Regions from separate parts of the Mus musculus genome. Here region 1 is linked to region 2. A link is a contact called in public HiChIP or PLAC-seq data. All regions are on one chromosome and are shown on one strand. The core of a region is the stretch at or near the end of the contact, and the rest is flanking DNA. Distances in the headings are between cores, read along the strand shown. Region 1 overlaps 1700045H11Rik (RIKEN cDNA 1700045H11 gene). Region 2 has its middle 39 kb from the start of Gm36600.

The links. HiChIP or PLAC-seq counts read pairs in DNA pulled down with a chosen protein or histone mark.
Region 1: a contact with region 2 is called in an H3K27ac HiChIP or PLAC-seq map of embryonic stem cells, with 6 read pairs. The contact joins two enhancer-like sites. A contact is called at or near these places in 4 of 484 Hi-C or Micro-C datasets (bone marrow-derived macrophages, epidermal suprabasal cells, nephron progenitors and 1 more), 5 of 115 datasets of contacts at active chromatin or transcription factors (bone marrow-derived macrophages, embryonic stem cells, pancreatic cancer cells and 1 more) and 1 of 9 other capture datasets (embryonic stem cells).

What each region holds. Positions count from the first base shown.
Region 1 is chr4:150,824,028-150,829,816 of GRCm38.p6, reverse strand. 1700045H11Rik (RIKEN cDNA 1700045H11 gene) reads left to right here. Exons shown (of 4, transcript NR_040649.1): 4 at 1,336-1,592. Among named protein-coding and RNA genes, the nearest start is that of Gm42356, 19 kb to the right of the region's middle. Within about 2 kb of position 2,641, at least 10 of the 459 cell types and tissues checked have an H3K27ac peak or open chromatin away from gene starts, as enhancers often do. A contact at or near this core is called in embryonic stem cells, where this site is marked.
Region 2 is chr4:150,740,688-150,746,620 of GRCm38.p6, reverse strand. No RefSeq gene overlaps it. Among named protein-coding and RNA genes, the nearest start is that of Gm36600, 39 kb to the right of the region's middle. Within about 2 kb of position 3,335, at least 32 of the 459 cell types and tissues checked have an H3K27ac peak or open chromatin away from gene starts, as enhancers often do. A contact at or near this core is called in embryonic stem cells, where this site is marked.

The sequences.
Region 1 (5,789 bases), core at 1,392-3,891, 84 kb before region 2:
ATTTATTTATTGTGTATTTGGGAAGAAGAAGATACAGCCAGCCAGATGTGGTGCCACTTGTCTGTAGAGGGAGGGGCATCTTGAGATCCAGGCTAGCCTGGGCTACACAGCAAGACTGTCTCAAAACAAAACAGAGCAGCAACCTAAGTAACAACAAAAGTGGCCTTGGCCAGAGATGCTTCCTGTCCGTAAGTCACCGTGCGGTGGGTGCCATGCCATCCAGTGGGCCCCACCTACCTTGTACACACTTTCTGGTCGCCTCACCTGCAGAAGTCTCTCCGTTTCATTTGAACTAAAGGATCTGGGACCCTGCACTCAAGGGATTTTGTATTTTGCCACAATTCAAACGTAGAGATGAAGTAGGGTTGAGCCGTAAAGAAGAGAGTCAGCTCTTCCTCACAGGTGGTTGGCGCTAAAAGTGGGAGGAAGGATCCTCAAATGGCTTAGCTCTTAGAAGTGTGAGCCAGAGAAATTCTGGGAGACATTTTAGGCCAGCCACCGTGAGCCTGTTCAGGCCTTGGGGCAGGCCTTGTGAGGCTACGCATATTAATCCTTTCACCACCTCCAAAAGTATTAATATCAGTAAGTATTAATATCACCATTTCCCAGATGCATAAATAGGCTGTCTGAGGTCAAGCAACTGGTCCAGGGTTGCTGGAGTGGCCTGCCCGATTTCAAAGCTGTGCGCTTTTGCGAGTCCCCACAATTACTTAGAAGCAGCATCTGTTGCTACAGAAGACCACTGTTGGATCTAGAAGAATCTTTCAGGGACCTCTGTCATCTTCTGGAGCAGACTTCTTTGTTGTTCTGGTGTCTCCCGGCCCTGTAAGCGTCCCCTTTGGACATGGCCGCCTGTTACTTCAGAAGATGCCACAAAGGCCTGGCTCAGCGTAGGTTGTCTGGCAAATTGCAATTCCAGCTTTATCTTGGGGTCTCCAGGGAGAAGGCAGACAAAGCCTCCTTCTCTGGTCTAACCTGACTAAGTCAGACTCTGCGAGTGGAGGCCGCTGCCAGCGTTGGGGGAGGTCCACGTTCTGTCTTGGAGACCCTGGGGCCTGTTGTTCCTGCGGCTTCCAGTATGAGCTTTTCAGGTGCTGCCTTCTGCTGCCTCCAGGGTACTTAATTTGGTGAGTTTGGTAGTTTTCAAAGGTTTTTATTACTTAAGTATCCATCAGCTAGTTCATAAACGAGTGAGCCGTTGACAGGTTATTTTTTTTATAACTTTTTATAGAAGTGTAATTCAGGAAAGGTAAAGATCTATTTACTGTTCACTGAGCTGCCTGACCTGGCGTTAAATAGTCCTCTACAGTGGGTATTTGTAATTGTTTCCTTTAGATGGAATCTGAAAACTGAACTAATGACGTATGGAGCCAAAAGCACAGCTAAGAGAGTAATTCCCAAGCTCGATGTTTTATGTGTGCAAGCTAAGTGGATTTTCTCCATACTTCACGGAAGAAGTAAGGCGACCACCGGAGCGCTAAAGAGGAGGTCCTTTGGTATTTGAATTATTTCACTGAAATAAGATCAGGCTCGAAAAACCTCTTTAAAACTAAGGTGATGTTTCCAGAAATAAAGATCACATAGTGGTTGCCTGAAACTGAGTCTGAATTCTTTGGCTCTTCATAAATCCAGATCTAAACGAGGTCTCATGGTGTGTGCATGCACCCCACCACTAATGAGGCTGAGGCAGGAGGATTGTGAGTTGGAAGACTTCCTGGATATGTTCTCTCCAAAGGCAAAGGGCTGGAGTGCCCAAAGTTCTGAGTTCCATCCCGGCAAGGAAACAGGAAATGAAATCTACAGGTATTTTGAATATGGAAAGGCTTCTCTAATTTGTTTACTTTGAGGGAATTTAGTGGTTAAAAGTCATTCCAGATGTTCTCAGCTGGAGGAGAGAGATCGGCAAGGAGAAACTTGCCCCTTAAGAACCTAAGTGTGGGGTGGGCACCTTCGTGGGGTGGGGTGGCTAGAGAGATGGCTCAGTGGTTGAGAGCACGGACTTCTTTTCCAGAGGTTCTGAGTTCAATTCCTGGCTGAAGAGGGATTTACTCTGACACTCCTGTGAATGTGGCGGAATCCCTTTCCCTAGGACAGTTGTCTCTTGTGACCTGACTGGCCTGTAGCTAATTGGTGATTAAGGCCTTGAACGCAAGCCACGAAATGGCTTCATCTGTCCCTTCCTCCACCCGTCAGCTTTGCCCTTGCGCTGTTCTGGGTCTCAGACTTCCCTCTCTCTAATCCAGGTTTTGTCACGCTGCCCACGGTGATTCTTTGGACAGCAGTCCTCCACCGTGTCAAATCCTTCCTGTTCTGCCTGTTCAAATCCTCCCAACATCACTTCTCAAAGTGACAGAAAGACAGGATGAAGCACTGCCACAGAATAAAACAAGATCTAACCCAGGGCCCTGCCTTCCTAGGTATCCGAGCCTCAGGGACCAACCATTATACCCGGGTCTGGGCTTTCCCTTCACAATCCAGCCCTACTACCCTCCTGCCCAGGGGATATTTGCCACCACCGCCTCCCCAGTTACCCTTCCCTGGGGCTACTTCCCTCTCCTGCCTTTTCTCAGCTTCCGGTCCACCCAGCTCCTATGCACTGCAGTCTCAATCCACAGGATCTACTTTATTGACATTGTCTTCCCTACTTGTGTCTAAGGATTGGGGTTTCCTGCCAGTGCCTCGCCACAGGCAACGGGCCCAAGGACTTGTGATGCCCAGGTCCCTGATTTTGCTACTTTGTTTTAAATCTAACTCTTTCTTGAGTTATTTCCTTGGGATAAATCAATCAAAGTAAAATGATCAGATCAAAGGAAGCGATTAAATCTTTGGGCACTAATTGCTGGTTGGCCAGCCAGATCAATTGCTCTAATTTACACTTCCAAGGGTTCCATTCTTCTCCACATTTCTCTGTCAGTGAGTGTCTGGTTTTATTTCAAACCTCTTTCTTTAAACTTCACAAGGAAAGAGAGAACAAGGGAGGGAGGGGAGGGTCAGAGAGAACACCAAAGCAGAAAGCACGCAGTCCTCTTAGTTGTATGTCTCTGAGCGATTAGTTTTATAACAGTCTGTTGGGACTCCACTGTTTTTTGATCAGAAGAATTTAATACCTGAAATCCCACCCACCCCACCCCCCTCCGTAAGTTTCAATTGCATGAAGCACACATGATTAAGGAAAACCACAGGACTGTAAACTCCAGAGCCTGAGGATCTTCTTTTAAAAGGGGCAGCAGGCTAGGGGAACAGCCCAGTGGGTGAACTGCTTGTTGTACCAACACAGAGACCCAAGTCGAGATCCTCAGGACCACGTGACCCCCCCCCCCCATCCTACCCTACCACCCCAAGCATGGTGACACAGGCCTGCAGTCCCCAGTGCTGGGGTGTGGAGACAGGAGGATGCAGCAGGAGGGGGTGGGGACAATTGGCAACCTCCAGATTGAGTGAGAGAGGCCTGTGTCTTAAAAACAAGATGGGGAACAGTGGGTGAGGGCCCCTAGTGTCGATGTGTACTCTCTACCCTTGAACATACAGGCACAGGAATCTTGAAGCACACATACACACATGCATGTTGCATGTACACATGTACACATGCTGGTCACTTAAAACAAAGAAGAAAAGGACAACAGGGTTACCGACAATTGGAATCAGACCCTCTGTCTGGACCTTGGTATTTTCATCTACTGGATGGGAGTCTGTAGAATTTCAGTAGCAACAGAGGGACCGGGGTCATTTAAGAGATATCCAATACACTGTGTAAACAAACTCACGTGAGGACAGAGAAATGATTGATTAAGCGCTATTAAATCAGCCCCACCCCCCACCCCCTTTCTTTTTAAATCCAGCAAAAGTAAAGAAGAACCTTTAGGATTAGCAAACAGCTTTTCAGCGAAGGGCAGCGATGTTCCACGTCAGCTCACTCAGGCCCGACATGATTCGGCCCAAATTGATGGATGGCGTGCAGGGTTATCTACAGCAGTTAGTCAGGGTGATTTTCCACTGAAGGTGGACTCTGAGGACCTGCAGGCAGGAAGGGGTTAAGCCAGGTGCAGAGTGAGCTGCAGACAAGGCCAGGGCTCATTAGAAATCTGGTATTTCAGGTTGGACTGGCCTTTGGGAACGGCTGCTCCTTTGTTCAGGGGCAAACACACTTTAGATCTGGCTGCACTCTCAATGGTGACTTGTGGAAAACAGAGGCTTTTCCAGCTTTAGAGAGTGAGGCCGGGCCTCTGAGCAGAGTTTACAAATCCCAGACACCAATGCCAGGGTTCCTCAAAGCTACATTGTCCTGTGTAATTATAGTCACCAAAGAGGTGGCTGAAGTAGCCTGCCGCTGTCAGGAGACTGTTCAGGGCTTGCTGTCTGCAGAGCTTCACACGTTTGCCTGTCTGCTATTCTTATATTTATTCCCTTTCCAGGTCCTGTGAGATCAATGCTAACCAATGCAAGGATGAGGTGGACGTTGCTTTTCCCTCCTCCGCTTTAATGCTTTGAAATTCACTTATTTATGTTTCCCGAACCTCGACACCCAACACCACTGGGTTGAGAATTCCGGCATGTGGAGAGCTTTCCTTCAAAAGTTGCTTCACGTTACCTGTGACTAATTGCTTAAATAAAAACACAGAAAGCAAAACAGCACTTGTTCCTCCTCTCCAGGGGCACACTCTGTCCCAGCCCAGATAAGACAGGGGTGGGTGGCCTGCTTCCTTCCTACTTTTATCCTCTCTTTCCATCAAAACCGGAACTGCAGGTCACCTGGCCAGTCCTAATCTCTACTGTGCTCAGAGCGGTTCCTTGTGGATGGAACTAACCAGGAATGTCGCCAGGAGCACCTACCTTTCATTGACTTGGACATTGTTCTGGAAATGTCCCTGAGTTGAAATTTGCTCTGGAGCCAACTCCTGGGTGTTGAGGTGTGTCTCCTCCCACGGCCAGTTCCTCAACCAAGCCTCAGGAATAAACTGAAATTAGACTAGCTCATGCGAAGTAAGACATTTTATTAGATTCCTAAGTCTTGCAGAGTACACACATATATACACACATACATACACATGCATACATACATACATGCACACATATACATACATATACACATATACATGCATACATACATAATACATGCACACATATACATATACATGCATACACACGTATACACATATACATGCATACACACATATACACATGCATACATACATACATACATGCACACATATACATACACATGCATGCACACGTATACACATACATGCATACATACATGCACACATATACGTACATATATACACCAGTATAAGGCTCAACGTAGCTCAGGCTTTCTGGAGCTAAACAAAGGGACAAGGGTGTGGCTTCTGGGGTAAGGGGAGCAGACATGGAGGTTCACTTGGGGTGCAGTGAGGTTCCCCAGTGACAATCATCTGGGTCCTGTCTGTCTAGGCGTGGGGCAGCGGACTCTGCCTGTGTCCTGGCTTCACAGAGACAGGTGTAATATTTTTACAAGAGAACAGCTTTCAGTCCCTCCTGCCCCTGTGGCTTCTCTGGAAAAAGGGCCGGAAGCAAGATGAGGAAGTGTGTTTGTGGGAAGGGCGTCCTGCGGGGAAGCACATTTTCATCTCCCTACTCACAAAGCAGGAGAAGAACAAAGTCAATAAGAGAAAGAACTGGTCGGGAAGGAGGGAGAGGGGAGACTGAGAGACAGCGATTGTAAATTAAAAGAGGAATTTGCCGTTTCATGGAGAGGGCCATTCACAGACATCCGAGGACCCACCAGCCGACTCAGCTCTTCTCTTTGTTGC
Region 2 (5,933 bases), core at 2,086-4,585:
ACTGTGCGTGTTCTTTGACTGAAGTCTCCTCTTTGATTGCACTGTGCCGCCTTTTTATCTCTTCCCTTCTCCGAGGGTGCCACCAGAAGCCAGGTGACTCCACTAGACTCCTACAGCGCAAAGAGGGTGATGTCGTGCTACCCACGGTTGGCACAAAGGGAACAGAGTTGATACTAAGAGCTGATTTCTTTTTTTTTCCTGACTGCTCATTGTAGGATGGGGAGAGAGAGAGAGAGAGAGGATTGAGAGAGAGGGAGATTGAGAGAGAGAGAGTGTCTGGCATTTCTCCCAAGCATTTCACCCACAAACCGGTTTAGGCCAGTGAGACAGGATGTTCTGCAGAGCAAAGATCATGTGACCGCCCCGTGTGAACAGACAGATGGTGTATCATTAACAAGCTAGCTTCAGGGTTGCATTTCTCTGGCTCCAGGGTGTCAGTGACCCCAGAGATTTAATTAAAAACATAAAAAAATAAATAGTGACAGAGGCCAAAGTTTCATCCTGTTTAGACTCAACATTGTAGTCATTGTGTGTGTGTTGGGGGGTGTGGGTATGTGCTCCTTCTGTTGCAGGGTCTGTGACCTGCCCAAGGGAAACAGGGTTAGTCAGGGGGCATCTGCAGGTTAGCCCCTTGGTGGGTGAGCTTCAAACAGTCACTGTGGCCAGTCACCAGCTCTCTGGCACCCTGTTTCCTAGGGAGACTGAAAGGCTGATTGGAGCTCAGAGACTGCAGAGGACCCAGCTGGTCCACACAGGAGATGGTCAGGATCCCTTTGTGCTAATCGGAAGTATCCAGGTAGGAGAAGAGGCCGTTGTATGTCAGGAGATCCCAGCCTACAGAGGATGCTTTCAGCCCAGCAGAGCCTGGCTCCTCAGCTGCTCTCCAAGCTGTCTGCTGTCAGGTCTTGAGGTTGGGCTCTGGAAGGCTGAAGCTGGAGTTGAGCCCATGAGCATCCTCTAGGCTCACCAGGAGGACATGCTGGCACGGAAACAGGCAGAGGCAGGGAGGCAGAGGGAGGTTGTGTGAGCAGGGTCATGGATTCTCCGCATGACATCTGAGGAAAATCAAATCTAGTCCTTTGGCAGGTACTGGCTTGCAGAGCCCTGTGTGACTGACACATGGGCCTAGACCACCGGCAGCAAGGGGCCAATGGAGTGTCATAAGGAGGAATTCTTTGGATGAGACACAATTAATCTTTTCCAGGTGACAATTCATTTTGTCAACTGAAGTTGCTCTTAAGGGGACACATTGAAAGGTCTTCCTATGTAGCCCAGGCTCCTCCTACCCCATGTTGCTTTAAACACTGATTTAGGATTTATTTGTAGTGTATGTGTGTGAGTATTTTGCTTGCACATAAGCACAGCACCTATGTGCAGGGTCATTGGAGCCCAGAAGAGGTCAGGAGTTACAGATGCTTAAGAGCTGCTGAGTCATGCTGGGAACTGAACCCAGGTCCTCTGGAAGAATGGTAAGTGCTCTCAACTGCTGGCCATCTCTCCAGCTCCTGCTTTCAACTGGGTGTGGAGAGATGCTCCGCAGTCAGGAGCACATGTACACCCAATCATGTGTGCACACACAAATACATATACACCCAATCATATGTGCACACACAGATACATATACACCCAATCATGTGTGCACACACACAGTCACATATACACCCAATCATGTGTGCACACACACAGACACATATACACCCAATCATGTGTGCACACACACAGACACATATACACCCAATCATGTGTGCACACACACAGACACATATACACCCAATCATGTGTGCACACACACGGACACATATACATACAATTTTTTCAAGATTTATTTTTATTTGGTGTGTACGGGTGCTTTGCCTACACACATCCCTGTGCCACATGTGTGCCTGGTGCCTCTTTTGTGGAGGCCAGAAGAGGAGATCAGATGGATCCCCTGGAGCAGGAGTTATAGACAGTTGTGAGCTGCTATGTGGATGCTGGGAATTGAGCTCAGAGAAGAGAAGAGAGGAGAGGGGAGAGGAGAGGAGGAGAGGCCAGTGCTCTTAAGTGGTGGAATATCTCTCCAGCCCTATAAAATTCTTTTAAAAATTAGAATGTATACATTATTGGATACTTACAATATAATGAATATGACATGTAAATATGTGCACATATCATATGAATATATTTTGTTATTACAGAGTGATATGAAGGACTGTCTTTGGAGTCAACCTTTGAAACAAGAGTTAGAGTCATCTCTGACCCTCCCCCCCCCCACCTTAAATAGGGTCCCTTCCTCTGCCGCCACCTCCCCAGCTTGAGGCAACTGTGATCTCAATTAAATTTAGTGTTCAGAGCTGGGCATAGTGGCGCACGCCTTTAATCCCAGCACTTGGGAGGCAGAGGCAGGCGAATTTCTGAGTTCGAGGCCAGCCTGGTCTACAGAGTGAGTTCCAGGATATCCAGGCCTACCCAAAAAAAAATTGTGTTCATCATGTCATTGGTTTTATAAAGGTAACTTTATAATTTCTCCCCAAATGCTCTTGTGTGTGTGTGTGTGTGTGTGTGTGTGTGTGTGTGCGCATAGGCATGCGAAAGAGTGAGCTCCCCTGTGCATGTAAAGGCCTCTTTGAGAGATGGTGTCTCCGTGAACCTGGAGTTCATAATTTTCAATACACTGAATAGCCAGCAGCAAGTCTCCAGGATGTACCGGTCTCTGCCTCCCTGTCACCATGGTTACAGGTGCACACACCACCCCACCACCACCACCACCTGCGCCCCCCCCCCGCCCCTCCCCCCTGCCCCGGCCCCCTTCGGCTTGTACACTGGTTCTGGAGCTCAGGACTTAGGTCCTCACCCAGGCACAGCAAGCACTCTAGTCTGAGCAGTCCGCCACCCTTTTAAGATCCCTTTTAAGTTCACATGCAAGACATACACAAAGAAATGCACAGACCCGAAAGCCCATAGCTTGATGTATTTTGAAATGCTGGTAACCAAGGAACCACGCCCTACTCCAGGAAATCTGCTTTCGTCATCCAGAAAGTCCCTCAATCCCCCACCCCACCAGGATTCCTTAAGGCTCCTCTATTTTGTTTTCTTTGTTCTAGAATTCCATAGAAATTAAGTTACACAATGTTTCCAATTTTCCTCCTCCTCCCTCTCCTCCTCCTCTTCCTCTTTTCTTCCTTACTACCCCTATTTTGTTTTGTGCAGGGGATGGAACCCAGCACCTAATACATGGTCAGCATGTCCTCTGCCACAAAGCTATACCTGCTCAGCACCCCAGCACTCTCATTCCACAGAGCTACACACCCCCAGCACAGGCTCTCACAGACCCCGCCCCCAGCACGCAAGCTCTTACAGACCCCGCCCCCTAGCACACACTCTTACAGACCCCGCCCCCCAGCATATCCACGGCTCACTGCTGGATGTGTGGTGGTCTCTGGGGCTGGAGGAGGAGAATTTTGCTGGAATTAAATTTAGTGTTCAGAGCTGGGCATTATTCTTTATTTGCTCCTGGGCGTTCAGATGGCTTAAAGATGTTTAGGATAGCGTGTTAGTGAATAGCCTTTTGTGGAGATCATTTCTTCCTCATTTCTTCTCTCGCCCTCTCCCCTCCCCTTTCATCTCTTGTTTTGTTTTGAGACAGTGTTTCTCTGTGTAGCCCTGGCTGTCCTGGAACTACAGAAGGAAACATGAGTCACACTCCTTAGACCAGGCTGGCCTCGAACTCAGAGATCTGCCTGCCTCTGCCTTGGGAGTACTGGACTAAAGACATGAGCTGAATGTGATCTTCTGAGGATTCTCCTCGATTCGTTTTTTTCTCTAGGACTAAATTGTGTGTGTGTGTGGGGGGGGAACTAACTTGGTCTTTTTTTTTTCTCCATCCTTTATTTGGGGAACCAGGAGGGACACTTGTGCACCCTGGTATCATTTTCAAGTCAGAGATCTCTCCTTCCGTCTTGTGGGAATCCCAGGGATCTAACTGTCAGACCTGGTGGCCAGCACCTGTGCCAATCCACCTCACCCTGCTGGCTGGAAACCTGTGCTTTTACAAGCAGCCATGCTAACTTACCATTTGTATTATTTCATCTGGATTAATGTGTTAAGAATTGTATTGTGTCTTGTTTGTCTCCCCTCCCCTTTTGATGGTAGGGGGTTGAACCTAGGGTTTCTTGCATGCTAGTCAAACACTTTAGTACAGAGCTACATCCCAATCCTCTTTATTCTTTTGAGGCACTGTCTTGCTAAGTTGCCCAGGCTGGTCTGGAACTCACTGTACAGCCCAGGCAGGAACTGGCTTTTTGCTTTTTTTGTCTCAGTCTCCTGAATGCTGACACCATAGGTGTGACCCACCATGCCTGACAACAATTTTGTCTTCATATCTTTTTATTATATGCTCTTTATCAAGAAAATTTCTTCTGGTCTACTTACTTCTTTTCTTAGTTGAAATGACCAAGATGTTAAACATTTTTATTTTCATTCATTCATTCATTCATTCATTCATTGTGTTTGAGTGTGTGTATGTGTGTGTGTGTGTGTGTGTGTGTGTGCGTGTGTGTGCATGTGCACACATGCTCTACAGTGCCCTTATAGAGGTCACAGGACAACTTACCGGACCGGTTCTAGCCATTCACCACGTGGTCCCCAGGCATGTGACTCTGGCTGACACAGGCTCCTGTGGTAAGAGCTCTTTACCCAATGAGACAGGAGGTTTTATCAGTGCTTCTGTCCTTCATGTCTATTTTTATTTTAATTTTAAAATTACTTTTATTTTAGATTTATTTATTTTGTTTTATGTGTATTAGTGTTTCACCTCTGTCTGTGTACTACATACATACATGCCAGGAGAGGGCACTAGATCCCCTGGAACTAGAGTTATGGGTGCTTGTGGAGTCCCATGTGGTTGCTGGGAATCGAACCTGGGTCCTCTGGAAGAACACTCAGTGCTCTTAATCGCTGAGTCAACCCTGCAGTCCCGTTTGTCAATTCCTGTCTATAAGTCTATGAAGTATTTACTTACAAAGTGCTAGACATTTTAAAGCACATTTAAAATTCTCATGTCCTTTGGAATACTAAAAAGTTTATCACTTAATAGGTAACCTTGGCGGGGTGAGGCAGGGAAGGAGGGAAAGAGAGAGAGAGAGAGAGAGAGAGAGAGAGAGAGAGAGAGAGAGAGAGAGAGAGGGCAGGGAGAGTTACTGTCTTTGCATTGGTAGTTTTCTGGTATTACATTCTTCACCTCCTTCTCGATGGTCCCACAGCCCTCAGCTCTAAGGGCTTAATCCATTTCTAGTGGGTCAGTTATACATACTGTGATGCATACTGTCCTGCCATCAGAGGGGGAATGCTGCAGAGTCTGAGTGGGAAGGTCACCCATCTCTGTGTGTCATCGGAGCAGCTGCTGGCTGCTGGGAATTGGGTGTTGTGGTGGTTTGAATATGCTTAGCTGAGGGAGTGGCTTTATAAGGAGGTGCAGTCTTGGTGGAGTGTGTATGGCCTTGTTGGAGGAAGTGTGTCACTGTGGGAGTGGGCAACGAGACCCTCCTCCTAACTACGTGGGAGCCAGTCTGCTTCTAGGGACCTTTAAAGGGAGATATAGAATTCTCAGCTCCTCCTGCACTATGCCTGGCCTGGACACTGCCATGTTCCCTCCTGCCTTGATGATAATGAACTGAACTTCCAAACCTGTAAGCCAGCCCCAATTAAATGTTGTCCTTATAAAAGCTGCCTTGGTCATGGCCTCTGTAAAAGCCTAAGGAAGACAGATGTCTTAGGCCCTCCCTCAGATGTGCATCTCAAGAAAATGTTCTGTTCCTGCGTAAGTCTAGGGAGCTGCGGTCGTTTGAACAGGCTACGGCCTCTGTAGACTCGTGTGTGTGTGGATGCTTGGCCAGGCATGAGCTACACTGAGTGACCGGAACACACTGGCTTTGTTTTATTCAAACTTTCCCACC